Linked DNA regions of Macaca fascicularis: region 2 is linked to region 1. Evidence: chromatin contacts called from public Hi-C data. All regions are on one chromosome and are shown on one strand. The core of a region is the stretch at or near the end of the contact, and the rest is flanking DNA. Distances in the headings are between cores, read along the strand shown. Region 1 holds the start of SDF2L1 (stromal cell derived factor 2 like 1). Region 2 holds the start of TMEM191C (transmembrane protein 191C).

Region 1 (2,700 bases), core at 55-2,554:
CTGACCTACCTTCAGCCCCTCAGGCTAGCAGTCAAGCTGTCTATCTATCTCAAACATTTTCTTCCACCAACTCTCCAAGGGCACCCACTGTTCCATCCCAATCCCCTGAATTCCACTGACCTCCACGCATTGGTGCAATCTCTTCTGCTGGCCTGGGAAGTCCTTCTTTTCCCTTTGTGGCTTGGAGGACTCCTAATCATCCTTTCAGACCCAGCCTGAGTTCCTCCTCCCCAGTGGAGTTTCCTATTCCCCACCCTCAAGGCTGTGTGGATTCTCCTCCTGGGTCCCACTTGCCCCCAGAGGAAGAGCTATCCAGGAGGATCTCTTCGGATCTCTCTCCCATCGGTCTCCCTGCAGGGCCGGGAGCACCTGGGGGCAGGATCTTGGCGGAGTTACTCTGTTTCCCCCGAAGGGGTGCTCAATAACCATCTCTGAAGTGAAATTTCCATTTCACGAAGAAGCTGAGGCTCGGATTGGAACCCAGGATCTCTGGCCCCTCACACAGGCCAGGAATCTCTCTGGGGGCTCCGGGAGGGGCTCACCTGGTTGTTGGACAGCGGTGACGGGAAGTGGTGCGTGTGTAGGTTCTTGCCTGTAAGCACATGCGTGAGCCGCACTGCCTGCCCGCAGCGCACCGGGGACCCACGCGGGCACCCGCCTTCCGAACCGCCGCGGATCCGCCAGTAGCTATTGGCGTCGTCCGACGCCTCCACGCCGGTCACCGATTGCTGGCCGCTGCCTGAGGAGTGACACCCCACCCACCCAGGGTCTCCGTCAATCGCAGAACCCCGGACCCTCGCCCTGGGACCATAACATTTCCCAGGGGACCCCAAGGGGCTCACCCCCAGTCCCGGCCCCCGCCTGACACCCCCCTCAGTCTTTGGGCCTGCAGTTCCCCGACGACCGTCCCCACCCTCAATATCCTCGACACACTCAAAGCCTTGCGCCCCTCGACCCCCCAACGACTCTAGAGCCTCCGCCGCCCGGCTTCGAGATGGCCCACAGACCCCCACGACCACCCTGTCTCCACACTCCCAACCCCAAGCCCCCGATCCCCGCGCTCTCCCAGTCGCAGGTCACACGCACCGGATCCGTATTTGATGTCGTGCGAGTGCAGCCGCACCCGGTGGTGCGTATTGAGCAGCTTCAGCACCGACCCGCAGGTCACGAGCCCCGCGCCAGTCTTGGCGGCACTACCGCCCGGCACTAAGAGCGCCAGCAGCAGCCCCAACAGCACCGGCCCGGCAGACCCGCCGCGGCCCGCGCTCCACATCGCCCCGGCCCGGCTCCAGCCGCTCCGGCCCTAGGGCTGCTTCCGTCCTCGCCGCGGCCCAATCCAGTTCTGACAGCGCCCGCTCGCGGCAGCCAATGGTCGGCCCGCGCGGCACTCCGCTTGCACTGCCATTGGGTCATTGAGGAGAGGGCCCGCCCCCGGCTCGCTAGAGCAGTAGCTGGGCGGGGACTGGAGACACGAGGAGGGTTTTGATTGGTACACGCTTCCGAGGACTTTCCAATGAGTGTCCAGGGAAGGGCGGCTGAGTAGCCAAGCGGCGGAGAATGAGCGGGAGCGCTTGGTGAGGACGCCGAGTCCGAGCCCCGCAGCCGCTGAGTGCCTGGATACCAGCTCAGGATCCTAGGACCCTGCAGGCACGTGTTCACGACGCCCCTTGATCCTGGACTCCTGGGCACTCAGTAATTAGTCTCTCCCCTCAGAACCTGGGACCACAACTGCAGGGTCTTGAGGCTGTTGGATCACTAGATTTTGTGGTCACAAAGTCGACAGATCCCAGAATCACTGAATCGTCTGGTCCTTCAGTCCCTGGACCCCGAGATTAATGAAACCCCCAGTCATTCGGCCCTAGCCGCCTCTCTGACACTGGGTCACCACAGTCCCTAGACCCTGGGGTTTCTGAATTCCCCTGGCCACTTATACATTTGACTCCTTTCGTGGCTAAATCTTGTGGTCACTGGGTCATCGGGCAGGAGAGGGCAGCAGGGAGCTGTGGCGTCGAGAATAATGGCAGCTTCCCACCAGAAAGCCCCAGAGCTGTCTTAGGAAACCAGAGTCCAAGGAGACCAAGGGGCTGTGGGAACCAAGCCTGGGTGACTGTGTCCCAGTCTCCTGGCCATGAGTAGGTCTCCCTTTTGCCGCCTTCTCAGAGTGTTGTCAGCTCAACCTTCAAAGGGAGGAAAACTTATACCACTGTTTATTCATTCATGGGACATTGTTGCAGCGGCTTCACTCCAGATCCTGTGGGGTCACAGAGGAAATAGCTCTGGGCTCAAGAGGCTAGGGTGTAGTTGAAGCACAGGCAAAGCAGAGACAAAAGTTCATATTTAATTAAATCGTCCAGAATTTTGCATTCAGAAAATCCAGAGTAAAGCGATTTTCATTACAGCAACATGTTATTTTGGGGGTTTCATGTTTCATATTGTTTTTATTTTGAGTTACATGTAGTATAAGTCACCTTGATCTTTTCAGCATTTAGGTGTCCAAACAGTTAAAGGTCAGTCTACCCTGGATTTGGTAGTCACTGCACTTGAGGGGTTTCCAGTCTAGGGTGGAAGAGCTGAAGTACTATCTGAGAGGCAACGGATATATACTCTTGGACATGTCAGCCATCACCTCAAAATCAACACATGCAAAGCAGAATTCCTGGTCTCTGCCCTCAAACTGCCCCTCCCCCAGGCCTCTGAGTC
Region 2 (2,700 bases), core at 116-2,615, 180 kb after region 1:
AGCCTTCCAAATTACTGGGATTACAGGCGTGAGCCACCATGCCCAGCCGTTTACTACTACTTCTTAAAGGGTGAGAGGCGGGAGGATCGCTTGAGCCCTAAAGTTTGCGGCTGCAGTGAGCTTGTGATGGTGCCACTGCACTCCAACCAGGGTTACAATGGGACCCTGACTCTTAAAAAAAAAAAAAAAAAAAAAAAAAAAGCATACACTATTTTTTTTTGAGACGGAGTCTCGCTGTGTCTCCCAGGCTGGAGTGCAGTGGCCGGATCTCAGCTCACTGCAAGCTCCGCCTCCCGGGTTTAGGCCATTCTCCTGCCTCAGCCTCCCGAGTAGCTGGGACTACAGGCGCCCGCCACGTCGCCCGGCTAGTTTTTTGTATTTTTGGTAGAGACGGGGTTTCACCGTGTTAGCCAGGATGGTCTCGATCTGTTTCCCTTTAGATTTTGTTAGTAATTTATTTTGGATTTTTGCATCCAAGTTCATAATTGTACTCGACAAATAAAGGCAGATTTTAAAAGGACAAGTTGGGAGGCTAAGGCGGAAGGATCACTTGGGCCTGGGAGATTGAGGCTGCTCTGAGCCTTGATTGTGCCACTGTACTCCAGCCTGGTGACAGCAAGACCTTTGTCTCTAAAATAATAATAAATAAAAGGACGAGTTTACTTACAGTCTCACCAAGCAATGAAAGAGCTTATCTTCCTCCTGTTTCCTTTGCGGATCTTGCTCATGTATTTTATCTTAGTTACTTTAGCATAAATGCTAAATCAAATTCTTTTTCACCAGACATCATCATAGCTCTAGGCATGCCACATAATAAATACCCAAACACATATTAATCATTAAAATTGTTTCCTTTTTTTTGTGGCTACTGTAACCACTTCAGCGAACCATTTAATGCACAGTGGGTTTAAATTATTTTTTCTCGGCTGGGCGCGGTGGCTCACGCCTGTAGCCCTTTGGGAGGCTGAGGCAGGTGGATCACGAGGTCAGGAGATCGAGACCATCCTGGCTAACACAGTGAAACCCCGTCTCTACTAAAAGTAAAAAAAAAAAAAAAAAAAAAAAAAGCCGGGCATAGTGGCAGGCGTCTCTAGTCCCAGCTACCCGGGAGGCTGAGGCAGGAGAATGGCGTGAATCCGGGAGGCAGAGCTTGCAGTGAGCCGAGATAGCGCCACTGCACTCCAGCCGGGGAGACACAGCGAGACTCTGTCTCAAAAAAAGAAAAAATATTTTTTCTCCTTCCTGGGATAAATTTCCCAGGAGAGGGATAATTGGGTCAAAAGATATGAACATATTTATGGGTTCTTTTCTACAAGAGATCGATCAGTTTCCGAGTGCCATCTGCAATGTGGGGGAACCAATCTTCAACTTGCCTGCATTTGGTCTTAGTATTTTATTAATCTTTCATTGATCCAATTAGCTCTTTGACACAATTTTCATCAGTGGTGGACTAAGTGTGACCGGCCTGACCTGTCTCTAGCTGGTGTGAGAAGAGGCATGTGTCAGGTTGCGCTTGGGCTCCCCCTGCCGCCCGTTGTGGTACAGCCCGCTAGGCGCTCCCTGCAGCCCATTGTGACGCCCGCCAGCCGCAGGCTGGGTCCCCTAGGCGGGCGGCGTTTAGGCACGGTCTCCACAGCCATGGCCGCGACGCAGGAGCTGCTGCTGCAGTTGCAGAAGGATAACCGAGATGGTCGCCAGCGGAAGCAGGAGCTAGAGAAGCTGATGCGCGGGCTCGAGGCCGAGAGCGAGAGCCTCAACCGGCGCCTGCAGGACCTGAGCGAGCGGGAGCGAAGGTGCGCGGGGAACGCCGCTCCACCTGGCGGGCGCGTGAGGGTCCGTCCCGCAGGCAGCGCCGCGAGGGGCTTCGCAGAGTACCAGGCCGATCCGCCCGGGCCCGCACCTCTGCTCTAGGCGCTTGGGGAACGGGCGATCCACCCAGCGGACCCAGGTGGGGGACTCGGTCAGGACTTCCCCGTCCCCAATCATGAGCCTGCGGCTGGTCCTTCCCGGTGACTGTGGGATCCTGAGCAACCCAGTCCGCCTTGTAGCGCCAACCTCAGTTTCCCTCTGCAGCCTGCTGCGGAGGCGAAGCCAGGCAGTACAACCTCTGCAAGGGGAGGCGCGCGAGGCGGCGCGGGAGCGCGCGGAGCGGGTGCGCAGAAGGCTGGAGGAGGCGGAGCGCCACAAGGAGGACTTGGTGAGTAAGAGTCCTGGAATGGGGCTGGATCCACGGTGGAGTGGGGCAGGGAGGGCGGAAGGGGGCGGGATCCGGGGGTGGGGTGAGGCAGGACCGGCGGAGAGGCCGGCACCGCCCCAGGACCCTGTCCGCAGGAGCAGTACAACAGGCAGCTGCAGGAGCAGTGGGAGGAGCTGTCTAGTCAGGTACGTGCGGGAGATGGGAGGGTCTGTCTCTTGGTTCCTCTCGGAAGTCCTGCCCTGGTCCCCGCCCTTGTTGCCTCTCCGTCCCTGTCACCCCGACACCCGTTCCTCCAGAAGTCGGTAAACCCCGCCTTTACAAGCCCCGCCCCTAGCTTTTCTACTACGGAGGGGAACAGCAGAGCCAGAAGAGCACGGAGCAGCAACTCGCAGCCCAATTGGTGACGCTGCAGGTGCTTGAGCTGGACCCTGAGGTCTTTAGTAGAGGCGGAGCAGCAGCATGAGCGGGGCCATGACCACCTGGGGGTGTGGCTTGCGGCAGGC

The links. Hi-C and Micro-C count contacts between places; a contact is called where the count stands out from the background.
Region 2: a contact with region 1 is called in a Hi-C map of liver, with 4 times the contacts expected there. The contact joins the promoter of TMEM191C here to the promoter of SDF2L1 in region 1. A contact is called at or near these places in 2 of 2 Hi-C or Micro-C datasets (liver and skeletal muscle).

Annotation. Positions count from the first base shown.
Region 1 is chr10:31,490,905-31,493,604 of T2T-MFA8v1.1, forward strand. It overlaps SDF2L1 (stromal cell derived factor 2 like 1), which reads right to left and starts at 1,305. Exons shown (of 3, transcript XM_005567866.4): 1 at 1,087-1,305; 2 at 543-739. The coding sequence starts at 1,273.
Region 2 is chr10:31,667,697-31,670,396 of T2T-MFA8v1.1, forward strand. TMEM191C (transmembrane protein 191C) reads left to right here and starts at 1,366. Exons shown (of 10, transcript XR_012418974.1): 1 at 1,366-1,793; 2 at 2,074-2,197; 3 at 2,332-2,382; 4 at 2,494-2,609.